Linked DNA regions of Drosophila melanogaster: region 1 is linked to region 2. A link is a contact called in public targeted proximity ligation data. All regions are on one chromosome and are shown on one strand. The core of a region is the stretch at or near the end of the contact, and the rest is flanking DNA. Distances in the headings are between cores, read along the strand shown. Region 1 holds the start of CG3635. Region 2 holds the start of eEF2 (eukaryotic translation elongation factor 2).

Region 1 (5,815 bases), core at 1,555-4,054, 490 kb before region 2:
AATTTACAACATTTACAAATTACAAAGTAGCGAAAGGCGGGTAAATCTGCCTTTAATCGACGCCGTTAGACGGCAAAACATCGAAAATTGGGTTCTGCAGCAGGTACAAAATACTGCTGACCGTAGATACCCCATTTCGTACGTCGAAACACAGCCAAGATTTACTTAGGAACGCTCATAAGAAAGAGTGTGATAGCTTTTATTGTCGCGTAAAAAGTTGGAGGACACACTGCAGTAAGATAAGTTAAGTAGTTGCTAATGTGCGAAGTTAGACTTAGCTTTATTTCAGAATAAAACGAACTTACTATTACAAAATAGTCTGTCCTTTCCCTCGGGATCGACGGTGTGGAGTAGCCGTTTAAGGCAATTTCGAGCGCGAAGCTACAGCATTAAAAAAAAAGAAAGAATGCGATAGTCGAGTTTCCTGACAATCAGATACCCGTTACTGAATGCAAACGCGAAATTTCATAATTTTTCTGGGATATCGATAGATATTGGGGAATAAAATAAGAAAAAACTAAGAAATTGTTCCAAAGTGTTGGCTTGACCGGAACGGCGGCTTTAGGGCGTTAGAGTTATTACAAATGAAATAAACTCCAAAAGGTTAGTGGTTGTTAGTTGCATCTGTGTTAGGTAATGATATAATTTACATACAAAGGTGCTGGATATGGGGAGTCAGTACATTTCAAAGGAGCTTCGAAATAGCCAAATATTTAAAGACATTCCTGTTACCTATTTAATGAAGAAAGGAATTGTCAAGCAATCCGTCGATAAAGAAATTGAGCTTTACGGAGAAGAATCCCATTACTCCTATCAATAAATAGCTTACTAGATTCTTTGAAAACAAGATAAGTAGGAGGACCCGTTTCCGACTATATAAAGTATGTATTTTCCTGATTCGGATAACTAGTCGAGTCTGTTTTATTCGGCTGTCTATTTGTATGAACGAGGTGATTTCGGGGAATTTAAAATTTTATAGTGTGCACGTTTGGGTTATCCGTTGCCATGCCCACTTCGGCCACCACTGCCACACCCACACTTTTGAGATTAGGTTTAATTTTTGCATAAGTCTTGTCAATTTCTAAAGCCCAAAACTATGGTTTTATATTTGCTAGATTTCATCGGTTTGCATATATAAAATCTCCTAAAACTACCAATTGATGTCTATCGTATCGCCCTTTTGACAATGTCTGGATAACAGGCAAATGATTAAAATATTCTGGGAATTCGGTCATGTCATATAAACAACATGCCTAAACTCATTTTTTTAACGATATTATTTTATTTAATTGACTAGCGTACTGTTACCCTTCTTGGACAACTTAATCTAATCGGTATCAATTTTAACGATTTTAATTATATAAGTTATTTACAAAGATTATATGATTAAGAGTATTAAAGAAATTGAATTTTTAGGCAGTAATATTTAGAAGATTTGAATTAAGTAGGATTTATGTCATGTTCCGGTCAGTCAGGTCTTGAGGGTGGTGAAAACTAAACTCCTCTAGCTCTGGTTATCACTTGGTTCTGGCTCACTCTGGCCAAAGGTTTTGGAGACTCCGCTACTATTTTAAAGCAATTATAGCAACTAAAACTATCTCTAGCCAGCTATAGTATGGCTCATAAACGATTTCATCTCGTTCGCAAACGCAGACAAGAATCTCAACAGATTTCAGATTTGGAGCTAAGTCAAAACTTGCTCAGCCGCTAAAACATGTTTTTTATACCCGTTATTCGTAGAGTAAAAGGGTATATAGACTCGTTTAAAAGTATGTAACAGGTAGAAGGAAGCGTTTCCGACCGTATAAAGTAAATATATTCTTGGTCAGATTCATTAGCCGTGTCGATCTGAGTTAAGATAAGATATACAGATTCAAGAGACATCGACGCAGCGCAAGTTTTTCTTCACGCCCATTCTAACGCCTATAAAATGTTTTTTTTATGTTTAGATATTTTTTCGTGTTTTGATTAGTCAGTTAGTAAATTTCTATAGGACGGGCAAAAAAATATTTTGTCACACCCATTTTAACGCCCACAAGCCCACAAGCTTTTGGAATATTTTTTTATATACCGAAGCCACTTCTAATGTCTTCCATCCAAAACCGTCTCGCAGACAATCTCAAAAAAAATGGCTAATTTAGTTTAATTTTATCGATATGAATGAGGAAATCTGACGTTCGCACTTCCACTAGTGAGTAATGGGTATCTGAAAGTCGGGAAACTTTGATGTTTTTAATTGTCAATCGTGGTTAAGTGTAAGCGCACTTTCGGACCCCTTTTAGCTGATTGTTGTTATATGACAATTAACACTTATCGCTTTTATGGATTAGGGCAAACATATTTCGCACGATACATATATAATTATATTTAAAGATGGTTAAAAGCATTTCTGTAACCAGAGACCATGTAATTTCGTTAGGATCATAAACTGAAACTTAGCCGTAGGGGTAGTACTTTTATTTGTTAACTCAGGAATTGAAAAAATGTAATTTCTATAAATTCAAATCCAAAATGCTTATTTACTTTTAATGTTGTCAAACTGAAAAATAATAAGCATGGAAATTGCTAACTTTCTATACACAATTTTTTAACGACCCAAGCAGTGTACAATCTTACCGTAACTTTGTGCCCATCTACCAAACCGATTTTTCTACTCAGTAGCAGCAAAACCAGCGTCAGCAGCATGACAGAGCCGCGGGTCGGGCTGTTATTCGCCATTTCTTTACTGGTTAAAATATTGGTTTGCGCACAAGAATTATTGTCCAACATCTGCGTTGAACTACAGCGAACTGCAAACTTTAATTTCCCTGTTGCCTTCTTTGTTGATAATATACGGCAAAGTTGAAACTGATCAGTTAAATGTTCATATGTATGTACACAAATATGTTACCATTAGATTTTAGTGATAGCGATTCGACAGCTATGTCTAGCTCCGTCCATTCTAGTTGCACTCATACATTTTATTGGACAATGCTCTCAATCGTTTTCATGCTGATAACTTAAAATTCTCTCCGTCCCAGTATAGGCACTGACACTTAATCAGCGGCTGTTGGACTTCGTTCAGAAGCAATTGTTCTGGCGAAACTCATTATTCTATACAATAGAAATGGGGCAACTAGCATTTACGTGGTTGACCATGCACAAAACATTTGAAATCATAGTATAAAGCTTTGTTGAAAAGTATTTAAATTCGGCTCTTCATAGTCGATTAATATTAAGGTAGCGATATTAAAGGTCAACACAATGACCCTAACTGCTAAATTTCAACTGAATTTCATTATCTTAAAAATCATTATTTTTTCAAGGAAAATGGAAATGTATGAAATTAAAACCCAGTTTTTGGTGCTGCGCAGAAATATTTAGCAAACCTTCGAGAAAATTTGTTTTTAGAATGTGTACGACAGGGGGCTCACGAAATCTGCACACACGGTTGCCCATGGTTCCTCTGGCACCTGGATCAGCATCTATCCGGCTGCCTGTAGTTTGTTAGATGTGTACTTCATACAGCTCTCGCAGTTCCGTACGTACTTCCTTACGTCTCGGTACATTCCCGGCCAATGGTATAGAGCTGCCACACTTGCAATCGTCTTTCGACTTCGTATATGTCCTGCAGTCATACAGGCGAGCACGCCGGCATGTCGTGGTTCTCAGGTAATTTTTGCGGTTCCAGCCTCACCTGTCATAGCATCTCCTCCGTCCATCTGCATCCCTGATGCTCGCCTGTATGACCTTCGTTCTTCTCACTCACCCTGCGGCTCGTCTCCTGCAGAAGTTGTCTTGATAGCGCGTCCGCTGTCCCTTCCTAAACGAAATTACGAAATCTTACTGTTGCAGTTCTAGCGCCCACCTTGCGATTCTGTCGGACGGGCCCTCGAGCCAGTCTGTTCATGTACTTTGCCTTCCTTAACTGGTCCAAAATGTAGTTCATCATCGGCATCGGGTTCGCGTTCTTCACGGACCTTTTATTTGTCGGAAATCCACACACAACCTCCATTGATCAACCTCCTTTTTCGATCAGATCACAGTTCTTCGCGATTTTTTTGAGACCTGACCTGCAGGTCGTCGGCTCTAACTTAGGCGTTGAGCAGATCAGCTCCCTCTTGCCCATGTGTCATCGCGAGTATTGGTCACAAGCGTTAGCTTTTTTTTGACGTCGTCATTGTATCAGTAGGGGACCAAACTTAAAGTAAACACAACTTCCACTTGGAGACCAAGCCATGGTCAACTTATTGCGCTTCAGTCAAACTGCGTCAGTCAGCAAATTTGAATTTCACAATGCTGGGAAATAATTTCAGTGTAAAGCTTTTATCCTAAACATATTTAAAAGCTCAAAAAAATCCTAAAGAAAAGCTTTTGGCCGAGGTTGGGTGGATGAGGATTAGGATTTAGGAGATCAGTCTGAATCGGGACAAGATCGTGAACAGCTTTAAATCAAAGATAAGCTAGTAATAAAGTGTCTTGTAATAGTATAAGAGAAAAAGTCTATTACCGAATAAATATTAATTAATAAAATATAAAAACTATTTTTTTAATAATTAAATATAAACAACTTAAATTTGCAGCTTTCAAACATTTGCCGCGCCTTCTCTAACGCCCCCACTTTTGAAAAATGTTTTGATATTTTTTCATATTTTGATTTTCGTGTACATTTTTATCTTCAAATAACTACTTACGACGCCCACAAATCGCTCATAAGTGCCACGGCCTCACTTTTGAAAATTTGTTGATAGTATTTCATATTTTTATAAGTCTTGTAAATTTCTATCGATTAGTCAAACAACTTTATGCCACGCCCACCATAACGCCCACACAAACCACCCAAAACTGTCAACTGAAAAAATGATGACATATTAGCAATAAATTACGAAATACTAATAATTTAATAAAAGAAAATGTATCAATTATGTGAACGCAACGCCTTCTTACAACACAAAGCTTCTAAATATATACATATGTATATGTCGCTGATAATTTAAATATAACGACATTTCTAGTAATTGCGTGTTTCTGCTTGGCACCGTAGTCTGGTCGCTGGTAGGAGCGGGGGGAAGTAGATGTCTGCAGGAATAACGAAAGAGTACAGAAAAATGCGGTGTGCATTAGTATTGATGTATGTCGACTGGAGTGGGTCTCCAAAATGTGTTGGTGATGCGTGTAGAGTTAGGAACTATGCATAATTCCGATTTTGTGAAGAGATGCAGAACAGACATGCCTCGCTTACGCGCCAGAAAACGTTGCGCAGACAACGAGAATAGTGAAGAGGAAAAAGGGCGTCTATAGTATGGACTCCATACATACATATTTATGCATGTCGGAGAAGCCGAGTGCGATTTTTCATTCACTTCAGTGTCCATATTGTCCAGCACAGCACGTAGCCTGTGTGTTTTTTTTGTTTCGCACGGGTCCCACGGCCACACCTCCCGCCCAACCGACCGAGGGGCGCTGCCGTACAGCTCGATTCGCGAGAAGATATAGACGCGATATAAAAAAGAGAACAGGAACGAGGAAATGAATAAATTGTAAAATAACTATATTAAATATTAGTGTTAGTAGGATCTAATTATGTAATAGAAAAGTTAAAATCGATTGCTTTAAGAGCGGCAGAGAGTCAAGATTACAGATAATAGGATAAAGTCTATTGTAGTCAGAACATAAAACTCTGTAAGGGTCATGCAACTCATAGTTAGATCTACAATGATTTAAGATAAGGGGTAAATAGTTTCTAGTGAATCTACTTGGAACAGAGAAGTAAAGCCGACTAATCAAGTCGGGACTCTCAACATCAACACGAATAAGCTTACAAATAAAGACTGTT
Region 2 (5,267 bases), core at 1,444-3,943:
GATTGACGCAATTGCCACTCGTTGGACAATAAGTATCGTTTTAACTTTTCGTGCGACAAAAACGATGGAACATGCTTTTCCAAAATGATGCATTTGACGGTTTAAGAGTATTTTAGGCTTATTGCTCCTTTTTCTGCGTTGTAGTTTCTAATTATGATTTATATAATAGTTGGTTTGCCTGTCGTTTTTTATAGAGCTTTGTTTATATTACTTTTGGTTTCATATTAAATGTTACATTTTATTGAGTAATTAAAATGTATGTTCTAAGTAAAGAAAAGAAATAAAACATATAATTTTTGTCAGCATAAGTTAATTTTTTATTATTGAAATTATATTATTTCGATCATATATATCATTTCACATATTTTGTAAATTTCTAGTATTATAATTTTTCACTTTGTCGAAAACACAACATAAAGTATACTTTAAATATTTCGGCTCAAATTGGTCGGTAAACGTTTAACTTTACATTTTTTGAGCAAAAGGTGACTGATAATATTTGCAAACGGTTTTAAGTGGATAATCCTAGACCACTTAATCACGTAATTTAACTGAATCTTTTTGAATATTTGTTGCTTTCGCACTACAACAACACCGTCGCGCACAAAGCAATACATCAACTGTGCAACGTGAAAGTCCCCAATCACTGAATTTTCCTTTACCGTTAGCACAGCCCGCGAGCTCGGAAAATCACTTGAAAACTGTTCGCCCGCGTCGTCATCATTTTCATTTGCCGGCCGTCTTCGCGCAGCAACAATGCTGCCGAAACATTAGAACGAGCTTGACTCAAAATGCGAGCAACAATGCTGCAGCAACATTGGAACGAGTGAGTTTTTGAATTCGAGTGAGGTGAGTTCTGGTTGGTGAGGGGTAAGTGAGGTGAGTTCTAGGTGGTGAGGGGTATTGTTTGAGTGATTTTTTTTTAATGTGGAACACAATAATGAGAAAAAGAAAAAGCTCTTTTCTTTCCCGAAAGCTGTTAAATTCAGCAAGAGAGCTATTCTACAGTTTGAAGCAGCTTCACGAACCATTTCTATATTTGATGCGTGGGCACCGGTGGGCAAATATGTACGTGGTTTAATTTTTAAAAATTTATGGAAATTTACAAAACGAATACAAAAATCAACAAATATCAAAACGTTTGTCAAAAGAGAGACAACATGGTACGTGTATGTAAACAAAGCATTATTTTGGGCGGAAAGGTGTTTGGCTATGGTTTAATTAAAAAGTTTTATTCAAAATATACCAATTAGGCGTTCTGTCTTCCCCGGGTTGAAAATATTCAACTGTTGTCCTCCTTTCAATTGACCAATATCTCTAGTTCCTGGTTAGTTTTCCACGTTTTTTAGAAAAAATAAAATATCTGATATAAGCGGGATCGCAAGTGGAGAATAGGGTACAGTAGAGTAGAGTTTCCAAGGCTGCTTTATCAATGATACGAACCTGAACTCAGAGGTGACATGAGGCCGTCTAATTCGAAAGTTTCAAGTGACGCTAGAGCAAAAGGAGAGAAGAGAGAACGCTATAGTAGAGTTCCCTGAGTATCAAACACCCATTACTTATCTAGTGTGAATGCGAACGCCATATTTCATAATTTATAAAATAATTATCTTGTTGTTGGCAAATCGATAGAAATTTACAAGACTAATAAAATTATGAACAAATTTGGAAAAATGGTTAATGGTGCGGTTTTAGGGCGTTAGAGTGGGCATCTCAGCCTTCTAGTTTTTATAGCTCCTGAGATCTCAACGTTCATACGGATAGGCGGACACATGGACATGGCTAGATCGACTCGGCTATTGATCCTGAGCAATATGGTTGGAAACGCTTCCTTCTGCCTGTTACATACCATTCAACGAACAAACGATATCCTTATACTCTACGAGTAGCGGGTATAATGAATACCAAAAACACTTACGCCATGACCTTCCACCGCATTTTTTACAAATTTTGAAACTTCTTGTCGGAAAATTTGACTTTCGGATCTCTTGATTTTTTTCGTTTTATTATTTGTCTGCCAAATTTCTGTCGATATGCCGTGGCGTGACCCACTCTTACACCTACAAACCTCAATAAGTTTTCAAGCCCACAATTCAAACCTTTTTTTAATTCCTACCGCAACGCCAACAAAATTTTTAAATATTTTCCTAGAGAATCGCATTAGCTATGTAATGGGTATCTAATAGTCGTAAAAATCGACGATAGCGTTCTCGCTTGCTATACTTTAAATATTACTGCGTGCGTAGAATTTCGAAATGCCGTTTGATCGAAACTATCATAAGTCGTTAACTTTAAAGGCTCGGCATCTATGAGCAAATGAGAATATAACTAGCTTTCACTTAAAGTTTATTTTTCATAAGATAGTTTAAGCGATAAAGAAATATATATATATAGATTAGATTATTTTTAAGAAAAATAATTTAGAAGAAATTTAAGCGGATGTATGTAAATTAATAATAGTGCTTAGCAATATTTATTTATGGCTATATAAACAACCACGATTTCGACGCGGAAAATTACGTGGAAAATTACGAAAACGTCATTCTGTAAAATAAAAGTTTAAAAACTATAAAGTAAACATGCAAAATAACTATCTGATGAATCTGTCACGTGAACTACTATCGATCAACTACTGGTTCCGACTATCGAAAATATCAAGAATTGTCCCAGCTCTATGGTCGCTGCAGCGCCTCGCTCTTTCCTGTCGAAACGCCGTTGAAAGGCGTAGTGTTTTTTTGGTCCGCGAGAAAATCTCCATACATCCAAAATGGTAGGTGCCCAAAGTCAGAAATAATAGCCCCATATCTACAGAAAAGGCCTAGAGGCGACCTGCATTAATATCTTTAATGCCCAGTGCAAAAAGTGCAGATGTCTCAACCATTACTTGGTGAAATGATGTGTCCACATATTTTCACGTTTGCTTGTTGTGTGTGTGTGCATTATGGTGAAATGCAAGACAAAGACTAGGAATGACGTATGCAATTTTCTATTGAAATTTGGCTAGAATGTGATCCTGTTTGGTGCTTGTTGTGAAATACCCAAGGAATAGATGTATATTGCTATATTTATCGATGCCCATACTCGCGAGTGAGTGATTTGTGGTTTTTAGTTCTTATCTAACCTCAAAGACCTTTGCACGACTGTGAAGACTTAGTGTGTGTATGGACGCCATTTTTAAATCAGCACTGTGTATAGATCGAGTGGAAACTCGTTATAATATGTACATAACGATGCCTTATTTATTTTACAGGTCAACTTCACCGTCGACGAGATCCGTGGCCTCATGGACAAGAAGCGGAACATCCGCAACATGTCTGTGATTGCCCACGTAGACCACGGCAAGTCCACTCTGACCGATTCCCTTGTGTCGAAGGCTGGTATCATTGCCGGAGCCAAGGCTGGTGAGACTCGTTTCACTGACACCCGCAAGGACGAGCAGGAGCGCTGCATTACCATCAAGTCGACGTAAGACCAGTCATGTTCCAGCACCCACGGCTTTTTTAATCCGCCTTTCATTATTGCAGTGCCATTTCCATGTACTTTGAGGTGGAGGAAAAGGATCTGGTGTTCATTACCCACCCCGATCAGCGCGAGAAGGAGTGCAAGGGTTTCCTGATCAACTTGATCGACTCGCCCGGTCACGTTGACTTCTCCTCGGAGGTGACCGCCGCCCTTCGTGTAACCGACGGTGCACTCGTTGTTGTAGACTGCGTCTCCGGAGTTTGTGTCCAGACCGAAACCGTGCTGCGTCAGGCCATCGCTGAGCGTATTAAGCCCATCCTATTCATGAACAAAATGGACCGCGCTCTGCTTGAGCTGCAACTAGATGCCGAGGAGCTGTACCAGACCTTCCAGCGCATCGTCGAGAACGTAAACGTTATCATTGCCACCTATAACGATGACGGAGGACCGATGGGTGAGGTTCGCGTGGATCCCTCTAAGGGATCAGTGGGCTTCGGTTCTGGGCTTCACGGCTGGGCGTTCACCCTCAAGCAGTTCTCTGAGATGTACTCCGAGAAATTCAAGATTGATGTTGTCAAGCTAATGAACCGGTGAGTCATGTCTCAAGTTTGTTTGTAAATGTTTTCAAACTTCTACCACAAAACGTGTGGCGCTTAGCGGGCGGCTTCTTGAAAGACATCTCCGCAAGGAAAGTCCTTTTAGAGTCTCTCGTGCTGACGGCGCCACAAGTGGACCTTAAATAGAAGAAGAATAAACTTTCGGATGCTGTTTAAACGCTGACTCGGGACCGCTTTCCTAATGTTCAAACGAGTCATGTTAAGGCAGTTACCTTACACTAATTATTTTTAAATTGTATACAGAAATCTTTTATTGTTCACATAATTTCTTCATATATCTGAAATCAATTGTTGTTTGGCCTCATATTATACAAATCGATATATTCGGACGTCATTTTTGATATCTAAGACTTAAAATTTATAAATCAAATTTGCAACAAATTTATTGGCTGAAATGAATCATTTTGTATTATACAAAATTTCCAGAAAAATAATATTAATTATTTTTTTAAATAAGCGATTTGAACTGGTCATTAAGCATTTCATTAAGTGATAAGTAGTTAATAAGAAATATCTGAAGGCACAATTAATCGTTCAACTTCTTCACAGATTGTGGGGTGAAAACTTCTTTAACGCCAAGACCAAGAAATGGCAGAAACAGAAAGAGGCTGACAACAAACGCTCGTTCTGCATGTACATCCTGGACCCCATCTACAAGGTGTTCGATGCCATTATGAATTACAAGAAGGAGGAGATAGGTACCTTGCTCGAGAAAATCGGTGTGACTCTGAAGCATGAAGACAAGGACAAAGATGGCAAAGCTCTGCTGAAGACTGTGATGCGCACCTGGCTGCCAGCCGGCGAGGCTTTACTTCAGATGATTGCTATTCATTTGCCGTCGCCAGTGGTTGCCCAGAAGTACCGCATGGAGATGCTGTACGAAGGTCCCCATGACGATGAGGCCGCTATCGCCGTTAAGTCTTGCGATCCTGATGGTCCTCTAATGATGTACATTTCTAAGATGGTACCGACCTCTGACAAGGGTCGCTTCTATGCTTTCGGTCGTGTGTTCGCCGGTAAGGTGGCCACCGGGCAAAAGTGCCGAATCATGGGCCCCAACTACACTCCCGGCAAGAAGGAGGACTTATATGAGAAGGCTATTCAGCGCACAATTCTCATGATGGGTCGTTACGTCGAGGCCATCGAGGATGTGCCCTCTGGCAACATTTGCGGTCTGGTCGGTGTTGA

The links.
Region 1: a contact with region 2 is called in a targeted proximity ligation map of the Kc167 cell line, with 7 times the contacts expected there. A contact is called at or near these places in 5 of 107 Hi-C or Micro-C datasets (the Kc167 cell line, eye imaginal disc, head and 2 more) and 1 of 7 datasets of targeted methods (the Kc167 cell line).

The regions. Positions count from the first base shown.
Region 1 is chr2L:22,172,404-22,178,218 of dm6, reverse strand. It overlaps CG3635, which reads right to left and starts at 2,804. Exons shown (of 3, transcript NM_136294.5): 1 at 2,617-2,804. The coding sequence starts at 2,769.
Region 2 is chr2L:21,679,542-21,684,808 of dm6, reverse strand. eEF2 (eukaryotic translation elongation factor 2) reads left to right here and starts at 2,693. Exons shown (of 5, transcript NM_165394.3): 1 at 2,693-2,770; 2 at 3,251-3,465; 3 at 3,525-4,052; 4 at 4,629-5,267. The coding sequence starts at 2,768. It overlaps nolo (no long nerve cord), which reads right to left and starts at 703. Exons shown (of 19, transcript NM_165396.3): 1 at 470-703; 2 at 1-263. It also overlaps sncRNA:254.